Linked DNA regions of Mus musculus: all the other regions are linked to region 3. A link is a contact called in public HiChIP or PLAC-seq data. All regions are on one chromosome and are shown on one strand. The core of a region is the stretch at or near the end of the contact, and the rest is flanking DNA. Distances in the headings are between cores, read along the strand shown. Region 1 overlaps Arfgef2 (ADP-ribosylation factor guanine nucleotide-exchange factor 2 (brefeldin A-inhibited)). Region 2 overlaps Arfgef2 (ADP-ribosylation factor guanine nucleotide-exchange factor 2 (brefeldin A-inhibited)). Region 3 overlaps Prex1 (phosphatidylinositol-3,4,5-trisphosphate-dependent Rac exchange factor 1).

Region 1 (4,572 bases), core at 1,115-3,614, 250 kb after region 3:
ATTTGAACTCCGGACCTTTTGGAGGAGCAGTCAGGTGCTCTTACCCACTGAGCCATCTCACCAGCCCTGGGTTTTTCTTATATGTCTCATCTTTCCGGGTAAGACCTGGGAACAATTAAGGGTTGGTTCCAAAGCATTGAAATGATGGGAACACAGACATCCTAGTTGATGTGGAGGTTTGCACCAGGCTGTGGAAATCCTCCCAGCCGGGCTACATAATGGACAACCACTTAGGTGTCAGTGCCTGTGAGCCAGGCAGCTTGTCAGTAAAATGGGCACATAGCAAGCTCTTTGTAACTAGTAGTAGCTGCTATTGAGTACTATGTCGCAGTGATTTCTGGAAACACAAGGAATTCTGGGTACTTAGCAGCCGTTGATCATTAGCATCTTTCCTTTTTCTTTTTAAGATTTACTTACTAATTTATTTTATGTATATGAGTACACTGTAGCTGTCTTCAGACACCCCAGAAGAGGGCATCGGATCCCATTACAGATGGTTGTGAGCCACCATGTGGTTGCTGGGAATTGAACTCAGGGCCTCTGGAAGAGCAGTCAGTGCTCTTAACAGCTGAGCCATCTCTCCAGCCCCTTAGCATGTTTCTTAATGTAACATTCACTCTCTGCCCCAGTGCTCTTGTGAGCTGCCTCCCTCTGGTCTGTAGGCTCATGGGAATGACACCTTCAGTGGGCAGGGGAATGTCTCCCTCGGTCTCTGGGATTTCCCCTTCTAGACTTCGGAAGAGAGTTTGGGAAAAGATTGTCTAGAGCCTCAGTCTTTGTGTGGCTGCTTTTCTGACCCCTCCTGCTTGCTTACACTACATCTGAGACATGATTTTCATTTCAGGTGCTGCAAGAGTACACAAGTGATGATATGAATGTGGCTCCTGGTGACAGGGTCTGGGTCAGAGGCTGGTTTCCCATCCTGTTTGAACTCTCCTGCATCATTAACAGATGCAAGTTAGATGTACGCACAAGGTAACTGGATCCCCAAGGCAGCTGGACATCAATGTTAAAATGAGTCGCTTCTTACCCCACCCCAGGTTCACACCTCCCCTCCCTGACCCTTGCCTCCATCTCAGTTTGGCCATTTCTTCCTCACCTTCTCCCTGCTCTCCTTTATTTTTCCCCCAGGGGACTCACGGTCATGTTTGAGATTATGAAGAGCTATGGCCACACCTTTGCAAAGCACTGGTGGCAGGACCTGTTCAGAATCGTGTTTCGAATTTTTGACAACATGAAACTCCCTGAGCAACAGTCAGAGGTGGGTGATGTCTACAGTGTGGCCTGTGAGTAGATGTAATGGGCCCATGGCCGGCCTCCTCCTTGGGGTTGTCTTGCCAGATAACAGGGGTTTAACAACTTAACAACTATTTAAGATGCTTCTACAAGTGGACAGAAGCACTGACCATCTTAGACCAGTGTCAGCTAGTTCTGGGAGATCCCTTTCTGGGAAAAGGGAGAGGAAGTTCCTCATGGTTTGCCCTCCTGGACCTGGACACTGCCTGCCAGCTCTGCAGGCTCATGGCTGCTCTTCTTGTGTGTGCCACGCTCTGACCTGGTCTTGCAGGATCGAGAGCAATGGCAGAGATGCACAGACAAGACAAGCACAGCTGTCTTCTTTTCTTTTTCTTTTTTGTCTTTTTATGACAGAGTTTATTTGTGTAGCCCTGGCTGACCTAGAACTTAGTTTGTAAACCAGGCTGGCCTCACAGTCATAGCTATCCACCTGCCTCTGCCTCCTGAGTGCTGAAATTACGAGTGTGTGCCATCACTACCTGACTGGCCCTTTATTAATGTATTATTTCAGGAACATCATTTCCCCCTCATACCAGCATAAAAATAACATGCACTAGATGAAATATTCCGGATACACAGAGTTCACACCTCTATCACATAGAAACTGAGGCTACCACTATGTTGTCTTTTCCTACTTAAACAGTTTATACAGTTGAAGTCCTAGTGTAGACATTTGTCCTGTTCTTTAATGTTAGAGTAATTTTTTCCTCATCATAAATAGATAGATAAATATTCATTTCAGAAAAATGCTTGTCTAGCATGCAGGAAGCATGTGGTCCGCACGTGTGCTCCAGCTCTAGGGTTTGTTTCTGCAATGCCCAGCCCCCGCATAGCTTTCTACACAGATTCTAGGGGTCTGGGGATTGGACTCAGTCCTCATGCTCGCTGGGCGACGCTCTGAAGTGAGCGTTCCTAAATTCCCTTGTAATTGAGGACAGGAATCCGGGAGGCCTAACTTCTGCATTCATGTCCACACACCATGGCTTGCATGTCTGCAGGGCACTGTGGGCCTTCCCCTTTCCCCACACTATCCAGCCTTTGCTTTCATTTACCTCGGTGCTCTGCACGGGCAGAGGCTCTGCTGGCTGGCTGGCTGGCTGCCACCACTGATCACCACATCTTCCTATTGGGACCTGGCTTTTTGGACCTGGCTTTTTGTCCTGTGTCATCAGCTTTTCCCAGTTGCTTCCTCTTCTGTTTGTTGAGGGGCTGGGTTTGGTTGGTTTTTCACTTGTGTGTTTTGTTTTTGAGGCAGTGTCATCCTCCAGCCTGGGTGGACCCGAAGGTCACTTTGTAGTCTTACTTTTTCATTGGTATCTTTATTTTCTTTTTATTTAGTTTTTTCTGGCTGTTCTGGACTCCATATATAGATCAGGCTAGCCTCAAACTCTCAAAAATCCGCCTGCTTCTGCCTCCCAGATGCTGGTATTAAAGATGTGCACCACCAACGTCCAGCTTAAAACTTTCCTCACACAGTATATTTTGGTTGTGTTTTCCCCTCCTCCAACTGTTCCCACATTCTTCCCGCATACCCAACTTTGTTCTTTCTCATTGTCTTAAAAAACACACACACACACACACACACACACACACACACACACACACACACACACACACAGTGTAACTCCTCACTCTGTATCGCTCCATTGCGGAAAGTGGATTTCCCTTTCCTGGCAACTGTCAGCTGCAGATGGCTTCTTGGTCAGGGGTGGGGCTCTGTAGGCCAGCACCTGTGCTGGTCTTTATTTACGCTATGTTACCAGGTCTTCAGTTTCATTTCCTTCTGGCTTTTATTTTGAGAACCCTATTCGTGACACTTTTCTTTTCTGTCATTGTGTAATCATTTTTATATTTCTCTGGTACTTTTATGCCGTCATTTTTTGAAAGAGTGTGGGGGGGGGCAGGATAAGGTGCTGGGTGACCGCCTCTTTCATAGTCCACTATTACTTTGAGTCAAGCTCTCCTGGTGAATGTGAGGCTCTCATTGTCTCCTCTTGGCAAACCCCAGCGGCGCCATATTCCCTCAGCCCTTCCCACACATGGGGCAATGGGTGCCTGGGACGGTAAGCTTGTTCCAAGGCTGTGAAATCTGAACTCCAGCTCTCGTGATTGCCTAGCAAGTGCCCTCGACTGCTGAGCCATCTCTTTAGCCCGTATGCAGTTGTCTTTATTTTCCCATATTATTTTAAGGGACAGTTTAATATTTGTGAGTCCACAGTGAAGCCTATCACACCATGCAGTTTTCAGAGTCTGAATGTTACAGGGGTGGACATTTTCTTCTGCAAACATTTCCTCACCCGCCTGACTGTTTCTGTAGGATCTGACGGTGGAGAGAGTAGTTCTGAGCAAGCAGAAGCAGTCAGGTTTGAGATGTCGATACTTATGTGAGTGACAGCCAGGCTTGCAAGAGCAGCCATCTTACCCTAGAGATGTTGGTTTTGAAGATTCATTTTTTTTCCTTTCAGAAATCAGAGTGGATGACGACCACGTGCAATCATGCACTGTACGCTATTTGTGACGTATTCACCCAGTTCTACGAAGCTTTGCATGAAGTGCTTCTCTCTGATGTGTTTGCGCAGCTGCAGTGGTGCGTGAAACAAGGTATTCATTAAGTGAGGGAGGGGCAGTGTTTCCTCGTACACAGTCTTTATGAGGAATTAATTTTCTGTCATAAAAGTATAAATGCAATGCCAAGGGTCACTGTGTACAATTCAGTCCACCAGTCCCTTCCCAGGTTGATTTATAAGCACAGTTTAAAGGTGGATTTTGTTGTTTTTGTTTTAAAGGGTGAGATGCACTTTTGTGCTTTAAAGTTTGTTTTTTTTTTAATTCCCCTCCGTTTCTCCCTCCCTCCTTTCCTCCCAGCCTGTGTCTGTCCATCCGTGTGTACATCCGTGTGTCCATGAGCTATTCCCTCAACTCCCTTCTTTCAAGTTTTATGTGTTTGTAATTTTTTTATAGTAAACTATTTTTTAAAGTACTTTTGGAGTTACTATCACCAGCTACATCAGTGACATCTTATTTAGTGGTTATGTGTTCATGTTAGTGTATACCAGATAAAAACCATGTATCCCTCAGACCTGGATCCATTTTGGCCTAGGGCAAAGTTAAATTCAGTTAAGATCTTTTTGAAAAGTGACTCCTTCTTTCCTCCTTCTCTGTGCAGCCTGGCTGTGCTGGAACTTGATCTGTTTAGACAGACTGGCCTCAGAGTCACAGAGATCCGCCTGCCTCTGCAGCCCAGGCGCTGGGGTCAGAGGTGTCTGCCACCACGCC
Region 2 (4,539 bases), core at 82-2,581, 210 kb after region 3:
TTAGGCAGGCAGTAAGAATGTGTAGACCTTACCACCTCTAGCTGGCCCGGTTCCTTGACTTTCCAAGCAAATGGAACTAAGAACTTCTTGAAGTGTGTTTGGTTCTGTTAGGATGGCTATTGTCCTTACCCAGACTGCCTGCTCTTAAGAGTTTGTAGAAAGACTAGGTGTGTTCCTCCTTCTCTTCCTCTCTTCCTCTCTTCCTGCCTCCTTCCCTTCCTTCCTGCCCCTCTCCTCCCTTTCCTGCCTCCCTCCTTCACCTTTGATATTACCTGTGCCTTAGGGCCCAACATACTGCAGTACTAGGAATAGATTGGTGGGTTGGGTCAAGAGTATTTAGATAAGGTACTCTCTTGTTTCAATGGCCCTGACCTCAAAAGTGTTTAGGTCATTGAAAAATGTGGAAAAAATGAAGGGGCTGGAAAGATACCTCAGCAGCTTAGAGCTCTGAATGCTCTTCTAAAGGACCTGGGTTTGATTCTCAGCACCCACAGTGAGGCTCGGAGCTGTCTATAACTTCAGTTGCAGTGGAGTTTGGGCATCAAGCACACATGTGCACAGATATAGATACAGCCAAATGCCCATAAACATAAAAGAAAAAGAAAAAATTTGAAAAAACCAACAGGGGCCAGGGCAATGACTTAATAGGTGAAGGTGCTTGCTGTCAAGCCTGCCGACCTGAGTTCAATACCTGGGACCTGCAGGTAGAAGCAGGAACTGATGATGACAGCTGCTCTCTGGTCCTCACTGATGCCCCTTCCCCAGCTAACTAACGAAGTGTAATTAAAAAGAACCAAGCCTCTCCACTCCACTATTTAGTAACTTCCAACATTTGCCTAACTAGTTTCAGTATTTTCTTAAGCGGTCTCCAGTCTCCTGTGTATGGTTTTGCGTAGTTGATGGCTTGTGTTAACTATTTTTACATACACCTGGTACGAAGAGAAGGTAGAGCATAGACCACAGAGCCAAGACCTAGGTCCAGGTTCTTGCTCCCCCATTTCTTAATGAGTAGTGTGGAGAAATTCCCCTTTCTCATGATGCCTGTGTTTCCTCATTGAAATCTTTCTTCTCACTGAGAGTGTTTGCTCAGGGACCATTTGGTATTCAAGACTACAGGAGAGCATGCTGGTACCTCCCGGCAGCACTTTACAGGCTGAGGCAGGAGGATCTCGAGTTTCCAGTTAGCCTTGGCTACATAATGAGACCTTATCAAAAAGCACAACATAACACTGCAGGGGCAGGAAATGCTTCTATCATCTAGAGGCGCACAGGATGGCTGCAGCTTGTCAGTGGTGAGAGGGAACAGTAGTGTCCACCCACAGGGTCCCATGGGCATAAGTGAAGGCACCATGAACTTACATGCATGCTAGCACAGTGACTCCCATGGGCCACCAGCATTACTGCTGTGATAAGTTTTTGCTTCACGTTATATCAAAATCTGAGTGTTCCACAATCTTATAATATTCCTTTCAATGGTTTCTAGACACCTTGTAGCAAACAACTCTTCTGTAAGTGTTGCGTTCTCCTAATGTGCTTTTTCTTCTTCCACCAGATGAAATTAAAGCAGAACTAGAAAAGCAGAGGTAAGCAGCTGTGCTTCCTCCTTTTTGGGGGTGCAGCAGGTGGTGGCCATGGGAACCCCTTTCCATGTGTGCTTACGGTCATATTTAAAGGGGCAGCACATACTCTACTGGCACAGTGCTCACACAGCAGGGCTCCCGGGCTGGGCAGGTGCCTGGCTCAGTGCTACACATGTGCTTGAAGGGGTGGTTAAAGAAGGCCAAGTCGATGCCTTTATACCTTCTCTTGAGAAGGAGGCAGAAGCCTTGTCTTGTGGCAAGCTGTAGCTTGCTCTGGCAGTCCTAGCTCCTTATCTTAATGGGAGCCAGCAGTCACAGCTCAGAACCATGGCTCTAGCATGGATGCAGCAGATTCTGACCAGTGCCAGTGAGTCCACTCACAAGGCTCATGCTTTCTGCATATGACATCCTGGTGGTTTCTTCCTCAAGTTACATGCACTCAGCTTGTAACCACAGTTCCAGGAGAGCGAGCGCTTTTAGCACTTTTAACCAAGTGCTTACAGTCACCGTGGGAGCGTCCAGTAAGATGGAGAGAAGCAAGCTTTTTTCCCTCATTCTACCTCTTTCCCCTTTCCTGCTTTCCCTAGGCTTGGCGCTGCGGCTCCACCAAAGGCAAACTTCATTGAAGCTGACAAGTATTTCCTTCCATTCGAGCTGGCCTGCCAATCCAAGTCACCTCGGGTGGTCAGCACATCCCTGGACTGCTTGCAGGTACCACGTTTAAGCTCAGTGTGAGGGGTCCTTGGTGTGAGCACTCCATTACCCACAGCAGTGCTGCTCTGGCACTGAGAATGCCCCAGGAGGTGGTGCAGGAGCAGCCCACAGCTTCCCGTGTGATGATGTCCTGGTGGCCAGGGGCCTGTGCTCCTTAGCTACAGTCACATTTCCCCAGTGGGGAAACTGTAGTCAGTTGTAGGTTGACTGTGTTTGATATATGTGATACATGACATGACATGCTCCCAGCCTCATCGTTGATGGTGTTAATGTGTTCTCTCAGGTGTAGAAACAGGTACAGCCACATCTGATTATTTGTGGCAGTTCTGATCTACAGTCACTATGAACGTGAACTAACCAGCCCCAGGAAGTGCGGGCTTGGGTTCCCAGTTCTCCATTTTGGACTAGCTGATCAGTGTATAAGTTCATTCTCTGTGCGTTTCTGTTTAGAGACACCTTAATAAGCACCATTGGCTCATCAACATTGAGTTTACAGCCAGCAGCTTTAATAACGTGCAAGTTTATTTAATACCTGCAGTTTCTTGTAAGGCAGTCCCGGCCTCCTTGCTCCTTAGCTCTAGGAAGCACCCTCTCACACACTAGGGAGGTGTTTTAAAGAGCATAGAGGATAAAACTGTGGAAGTCACACAGCAAAAACATCACAGAAAAAGAACACTTGAATGTGGAAGAAAATCTGAAAGAGAGCTGTGTCTCCTCGTCCAGCTCAGCTGTGATTCAGGGTCTCACTGTTCTGTGCATTTCTACAAGTAACCGCAGTTCTGACTGGGGCGTTCAAATGCTTCTGAGCGAGCGGGCGAGTGGGTGTGCAAGTGAGTGAGCGAGCGAGTGAGTGAGAACACTCGAGGCCAACAGTCTGCAAACGATGCGGCTTGGCTGTGGTTGGAGCTTCCTCACTAAAGCTCTCTAAGTGCTGAAGGCCTAGGAGTAGAGATGGGAGCCTGTGCTACAGTTGTAAGACACAGGGCAGCCCAGGAGCCTTAGTTCCCAAGCCGTCATTTTTTTCCTCTAGACAGCTCCAAGTTTCTTTACCTTAGCGCCGTCCCATCCGTCAGTGGAAGAAGTTTTGGATGTTATTGAAGTTACCAGCAACTCCTGGAACAGGAACAGGGAGCAGATGACTCTGTTAGGGTTGCTTAGAGAGTTGTGAAACAAGGTCCTCGAAGCCTCCTGCAGATTTGCATTTCTTTTTATTTTTTTTAAAGATTTATTTATTTTATGTATATGAGTACACTGTAGCTTGTCTTCAGGCACACATCGGATACTATTACAGATGGTTGTGAGCCACCATGTGGTTGCTGGGAATTGAACTCAGGACCCCTGGAAGAACAGTCAGTGCTCTTAACCACTGAGCCTGTTGTCATCTATTGGTTCTATGTGCCACACCATAGAACTGCAAAGTGGCATCCTGGGTCTAATCGTTACTCCATTATCTTCTTTTTTTCAACACAATTTAGAGTTGGTGACAGTTTTTTTTTCCACAGAAGCAGTTCTTTCAAATGAAAATTATTTCTCTCATTCCAGATAATTCTGTACATGTCCTATGCGAAGCTTCTAATGAGCCAGGAGTTCTCAAATGGCAGGCAGAGTCTTACTTCATCCTAAAGTACTTGATGCTGTGAATGCTTTCTGAGGAAATTTGACATCAGTTTTATTTTAGTTGTTTGGTTCCCATGATGAGTTTTAGTTTGGGAATGAGTCCTGATGCTAACACATTAACGTCCTAAGTGTGATAGCTCTCACCCTCCCTGGGCCGTCAGCCTGGCCAGGTCTTCATCCCTGTCACCCTTTTCATCCCCGTCAATCATCCTCTTTCAGCTTCAGAAGAAACGTTCTTGTTTTTGTTTTCTTCTGTTTGTTTTTTCCAGACAGGGTTTCCTCTGTATAGCCTTAGCTCTTCTGGAACTCACTCTTAGACCAGGCTGGCCTCGAACTTATAGATCTGCCTGCATCTGCCTCTGAGTGCTGCTTCCTTCTTGTTTTAGAGTTAAGGTGTCTGAGGCTTAGATAATAAAGTGGCTAGCTCAGCTCAAAGTCACCTGTCCAGTAATAGGGGCTTCTTTGGGTTGTAGGACTTCCCAGCCCCACACTTACAATGTAATCTGTTGTCTGCTTTTATGGATAGTTGCAATGGTCTCAGCTTGGGCTATGATAACTGAGTCCTACACAACACTCAGCCCTCTCTCATAGCTCTGAAGGGTGGGCAGTCTAAGATCAAGGCCCTTGC
Region 3 (4,730 bases), core at 903-3,402:
ATGGAGGGCTGTGTGGGCCAGTGCCATCAGTGGACTGCATGTCCTTTTACAGGAGACACTCAGAGGTACAGGGAGCTGATACACCAACTCACGTGGCTGACAACAGGCCCTAGGGGGCTGCATCCAGCCCTTTAGGGGACTGGGTTTTGTCTAGGTGTCCTGCGGTCTGTCTTTCCCTGTGATCTATTTGCAATCTGGCTTGTTGAGCCTTCCCCACAAGATAAGCACTTCGGTAAGGACTGGAGATTTCTAGCACCTAACGACCTTCCCCGGGATGCAGGAGGGACTTGACAGATGCCATGTAGGAATGTTAGGGCAGGATTCTGGGAGCACTTGATCCAGTGAAGGCTGGATCCATCCATCACCAAGCTCTGTGGGATGAGTGTCACACAGGCTAATACAGCAGGTGTGCTGAGCAGCAATGATAAGATTGGGGCCAAGGACCAGGAGAAGTGTTAAGGACAAGCACAGACAGGGACTAGGAAAGTCCTGCTAGCAGGAGTCCTCAGAGCCAACACGTAGTGGGTCTGTGTGGAGTCCTGGGTAGGCTGGGCCAGGTCATATAGATTCCGAGAGCTGAGGAGAGGGAATTGAGTGGAATCCTGGCAAACTCAGAAACCCTCATTCAGGTAGCCCAGATCCTTGCTCCCCTTGGTTCATCTTGGGGAATGAGTTTCACAGGCATTGGCTGCCTGACCAATGACCTACATTCCCCAGCTTCTTTGGCGCCAAGCATGGTCCAAAGGACCAAGTCACACCAAGGAGCCGGTGGTATGTCACTATCTTGAAATAGGTCTCTAGCCCCTCTCCCCGCTCCTTTATCTCTTTCCAGAGATGCAAGATAGCCATCGGGGGTTAAGGAAGGGCGCTGGTGACAGACATGTCCAAGGCACAGGAAGGAAAGAGCCCTGTTGGTGCAAAGTCACCCACCCAGCCTGGCTGGTCACACATCCTGGTCTATACTGCATTGTGAGCTCCTCGGAGTCACCCCCTCAGCCCCATGGCAACCAGGATGTGCCAGAGTGTGTCTAGAGACTGCAAGGAGCTGAGGACAGAGGCCTGTGACACAGTTGGAAGGCAGACCATGTGGCACTTGCTTTGGGTAAAGCCACAAGTGGCCCCTACAGTCAAAGGAGCCAGATGCCAGGTTGGCTGCCTTACCAGCCACCTTGCCTGATGAACACACCACCCTACCTACTCAGGCCAGTTAACAGAAGCTGGAGGGAGGAAGCTAGAAGCTCGGGAAGCTGGATGGAAAGGGGGAGGGCTGTACTGCTAAAGCCACAGAAAGCCAGGCCCTCCTGTGGCAGCCCGTCTCACAAGGGGGAACCTTATCTCTCCCACCATCCACTTGATCGAGGCCAAACCTCAATGCCCCTTCCAAAGTCCATCTGCAAGGGACTCTGGGAGCTAGAGGGCTCCCCTTGGGAAGATGGCCAGTGAGGGAGAGTTCAGGGGACATGTCACCCCCTAGTCTCTGAACAAAGCCCCAGTCTTCTCTGCAGCTGGACCTTCCATGGGGGGGGGGGCGCCAGTACAAGAAAGGAATATTAAATCCAGGAACACCCAGGTCCCGGTAGGGTTGGGGGCGGGGCTTGGGCTGGGGGTGTCAGACAGCAACGTCTGTCCCCAGAATCTTTCATCTCAGCTCCTAACCTCTCACTCCAGTGGAGCTGGCCTTTCCTACCGGTTGCATTTCCTGTCTGTCAGCTTTCTAGAGACAAGAAACTTCCAATAGTGTAGGAGGCAAGGGTCAGGAAAGTGCGTTGGTTACAGGCTGAGGAGATGGCTCAGTGGGTGAAGGGGCTTGCTGCCAAACCGGATGATGTGAGTTCAACGCCTAGGTCCCACCCAGTGGAAGAAAAGCGCTGACTCTTACCAGTTGTCCTCTGACTTCTACATACATGCTGTGGCACACTGGGCTCACACACATGAATGCACACACACACACACACACACACACACACGTAAGTGTGATAAAGAAAAGTCAGTTACATACACTGTGTGTGTGAAAGCTTGATTCTGTCAACCTGTCAGGACCTAGAATCACCTTCTAGACTTCTGGCTGTGAGGAAGTGTCTAGACTGTGTTTACCGAGGAGGGAAGATCACCTTAAACGTGGGTGGTATCATCATCTGAGTACAAAGGAGAAGAGAGCTATCTCGCCTCTGCCGGCTTCCTGTGGGTGTGCTGGGACCAGCTGTGCGAAGCTACTGCTCTTCTCCATCACGGTGGGCTGCACCCCCAGCTGCCAGCCACAACAAACTCTTTCTTCCTTCCGTGGTTTTCATCTGGCATTTTGTCACAGTGACAGGAAAATAAACTAATACTGATAGATATGTAAATGTTGCCCTCAGTGCTGGCACAAGAAGCACAAAGGCTTGTAGGTGTCAGGAAGGCGAGGCCACACACAGTTACTGAGGGGAGTTGGCATGGCCTGCAGTGACAGAGGCTAAGGAAACAGGCGTCTCAGTGACAGCTACTGGGAGACACAGCAGTGTTACCAAGTTTTCTACCGAAATGTAAAATCTGGGATTTTATGTTTCATTGAGTCAACTAAGTCACTTGTAAGCAACCACACGAGGCAGGCCAAACTGAGGAGCGAGCCCGTGATCTACAGCTCCAACTGGGGGCCCAGCCCCCTCAGCAGAGGACCCTGACCACGCACCTCCCAGCCTTCAATGTGAGACTGCAGCTGCTCCAGGGCCTCCAGCTTCTCCATCTGCCTCTTAGTCTCATTGATGTTGGAGCAGACAGTCTTCATGGCCTGCAGGGCACTCTGTACCGCGGTGTGGTCAGGGTGCTTGCCGGGGGTCCTCTTGGCCAACTCCTAGTGTGGGAAGGGGCAGAACAGAGGGTGATCAGTGCAGGGGCATAGACTCGGGCAGAGGTAGAGTCACGCCAAACCAGTGTGCCAAAGGGAGGATGAGCAAAGCTAACACTTGCTGGCTCATTCACACGAGTGTCAGTCTTCCCAGAGAACTAACTAGATCTGGGGTCACATAGAAGATAAATCCCTGAGTGTCAATGAGGGCGCTTCCAGAGAGGTTTAACAGGGTAGGCTGGCCTTGAACATGGGTGGTAAAATCCCAAAGGCTGGGCTTCCAGACTGAACAAAGAGAAGAACGGCAGCTGAACACCAGCATCCACTCCTGTCTGCTCCCTGACTACAGACACAGAGACCAGCTACACCCCTCTCTTTCCTGATGGACCGGACCTGAAAGAACTGCAATAAAACCATCCTCCCTTATGATGATTTTGTCAGATGTTTCATTCCATTGACAGAAAAGGAAACGAAGACATTCATTTGTTCCCTCCCTCATTCATTAATTCGTTCTGTGGGTGCCATCTGACTGTCTTTAAAGGGAGAGTCAATATACCAGGAAACAGACAAAAAACACTTTGCCTGGTGGGTATCATAGAAGACAGAGGCCAGAAAGCTAAGAAAAATTGGGGACCACCAGGAAGAAACACTTAGAGAAGTTAGAATAGAGAGCATACAAGCACCAATCAGGGAGGCTGGGGACGTGAGGAGGGAGCAACATGGCGGGCAGCCGGAAGAGCGGGCTCAAAGGGCATGACAAGGGATGGCAGGTGACTGGGGGAGGGGGTCACAGAACACAGAAATGGGCAGGTCACAAAGGTGACCACAGACACTGATTACCCCAGCTCTCTTAGTGAACTGGACAGGGGGATACGCCTACTGGGGCTCATGCACAGCTCACTGGTAACCACTCCCCTATGCGTATGTCCAAGGCTCACCCTGGGTTCAGTCCCCAGGACTGAAAGGTAAATAAACGAACAGGCCTCTTGCTCAGAGGACACAGGGCAGAGTGCATAAAGCATCCAGCCCGGTTGCCATCAGCTGACTCTTGTCTCAGACACAGGCCAGGACATTATCAAAGCCGGACAGTGGTTTCCAGAGACAAGGCCTTGTGTAGACCAGGCTAGCCTCACGCTTACTATGTAGTTGAAGAACCCTAAACTCCTGATCCCCCGGCCGGCCTCTGCATCCCAAGAGCTGGGATTTAAAGCGTGTGCCACCACGATCAGTTTATGCAGCACTGAGGGCAGGAGCCAGGGCTTCCTGCATGCTACTCAAGCGCTGTACCAATTCACCTCCCGGCTGATCACAACCACAAGAATCCAACCACTCGCTAGGTGTGGTAAGTGAGATGTGGAAGAGACCTAAGGGCCAGCAGCAGTGCTGACGATGCTGAGGTGGCAATGCCTGTGCCAGGTCCTCGCCTTCCTCGGTCAGGGCATTAGGACAGCATCAAAGAAGTTTCCTGAACCAGACACCCCACCCACCAGCCTGCCATCAAGCACTTCTCTACTTCCTGTGTTCACGGTCAATGTCCCTTACTTCTGCACTGGGTACCAGGGTGGCTCTGGCTACTAACTGGATAAGCACAGGCCAACCACACCCCCACCCCCACATCCCAGCCTCAGCATCACCCTTAGTCCCCTGGCTGGGCTTGAAAGACAGGTCCCAGACTGTCTGACAAAAGAAACTGTGGTAGCCAAAGCCACTGGGGAGGAGGGGCTGGGATTGCAACTCAGGGACACCAGCTTGCTCGGGACAGCAAGGGATCGACCAGGCACCAGCCACACTTTGGTCAGCTCGATAAGTGTCCCAGGAGGCCATTATGGAGCAGCGGCTTGTTCACAGACAGCAGCTGTCTCCTACCCCTGACAGCCTGAGCTAAAAGTCCAGCCACTCCTTGGAG

The links. HiChIP or PLAC-seq counts read pairs in DNA pulled down with a chosen protein or histone mark.
Region 1: an H3K27ac HiChIP or PLAC-seq map of large pre-B cells shows a contact between it and region 3, with 2.6 times the contacts expected there. The contact joins two enhancer-like sites. A contact is called at or near these places in 1 of 484 Hi-C or Micro-C datasets (bone marrow-derived macrophages), 2 of 115 datasets of contacts at active chromatin or transcription factors (embryonic stem cells and large pre-B cells) and 1 of 9 other capture datasets (adipose tissue).
Region 2: a contact with region 3 is called in an H3K27ac HiChIP or PLAC-seq map of large pre-B cells, with 3 times the contacts expected there. The contact joins two enhancer-like sites. A contact is called at or near these places in 1 of 484 Hi-C or Micro-C datasets (bone marrow-derived macrophages), 1 of 115 datasets of contacts at active chromatin or transcription factors (large pre-B cells) and 1 of 9 other capture datasets (liver).

What each region holds. Positions count from the first base shown.
Region 1 is chr2:166,872,732-166,877,303 of GRCm38.p6, forward strand. It overlaps Arfgef2 (ADP-ribosylation factor guanine nucleotide-exchange factor 2 (brefeldin A-inhibited)), which reads left to right. Exons shown (of 39, transcript NM_001085495.2): 29 at 845-975; 30 at 1,132-1,261; 31 at 3,762-3,897. Among named protein-coding and RNA genes, the nearest start is that of Cse1l, 31 kb to the right of the region's middle. Within about 2 kb of position 2,365, at least 72 of the 459 cell types and tissues checked have an H3K27ac peak or open chromatin away from gene starts, as enhancers often do.
Region 2 is chr2:166,825,375-166,829,913 of GRCm38.p6, forward strand. It overlaps Arfgef2 (ADP-ribosylation factor guanine nucleotide-exchange factor 2 (brefeldin A-inhibited)), which reads left to right. Exons shown (of 39, transcript NM_001085495.2): 2 at 1,553-1,583; 3 at 2,168-2,291. Among named protein-coding and RNA genes, the nearest start is that of Arfgef2, 22 kb to the left of the region's middle. Within about 2 kb of position 1,332, at least 45 of the 459 cell types and tissues checked have an H3K27ac peak or open chromatin away from gene starts, as enhancers often do.
Region 3 is chr2:166,618,504-166,623,233 of GRCm38.p6, forward strand. It overlaps Prex1 (phosphatidylinositol-3,4,5-trisphosphate-dependent Rac exchange factor 1), which reads right to left. Exons shown (of 40, transcript NM_177782.3): 6 at 2,669-2,830. Among named protein-coding and RNA genes, the nearest start is that of Gm29679, 56 kb to the left of the region's middle. Within about 2 kb of position 2,153, at least 84 of the 459 cell types and tissues checked have an H3K27ac peak or open chromatin away from gene starts, as enhancers often do.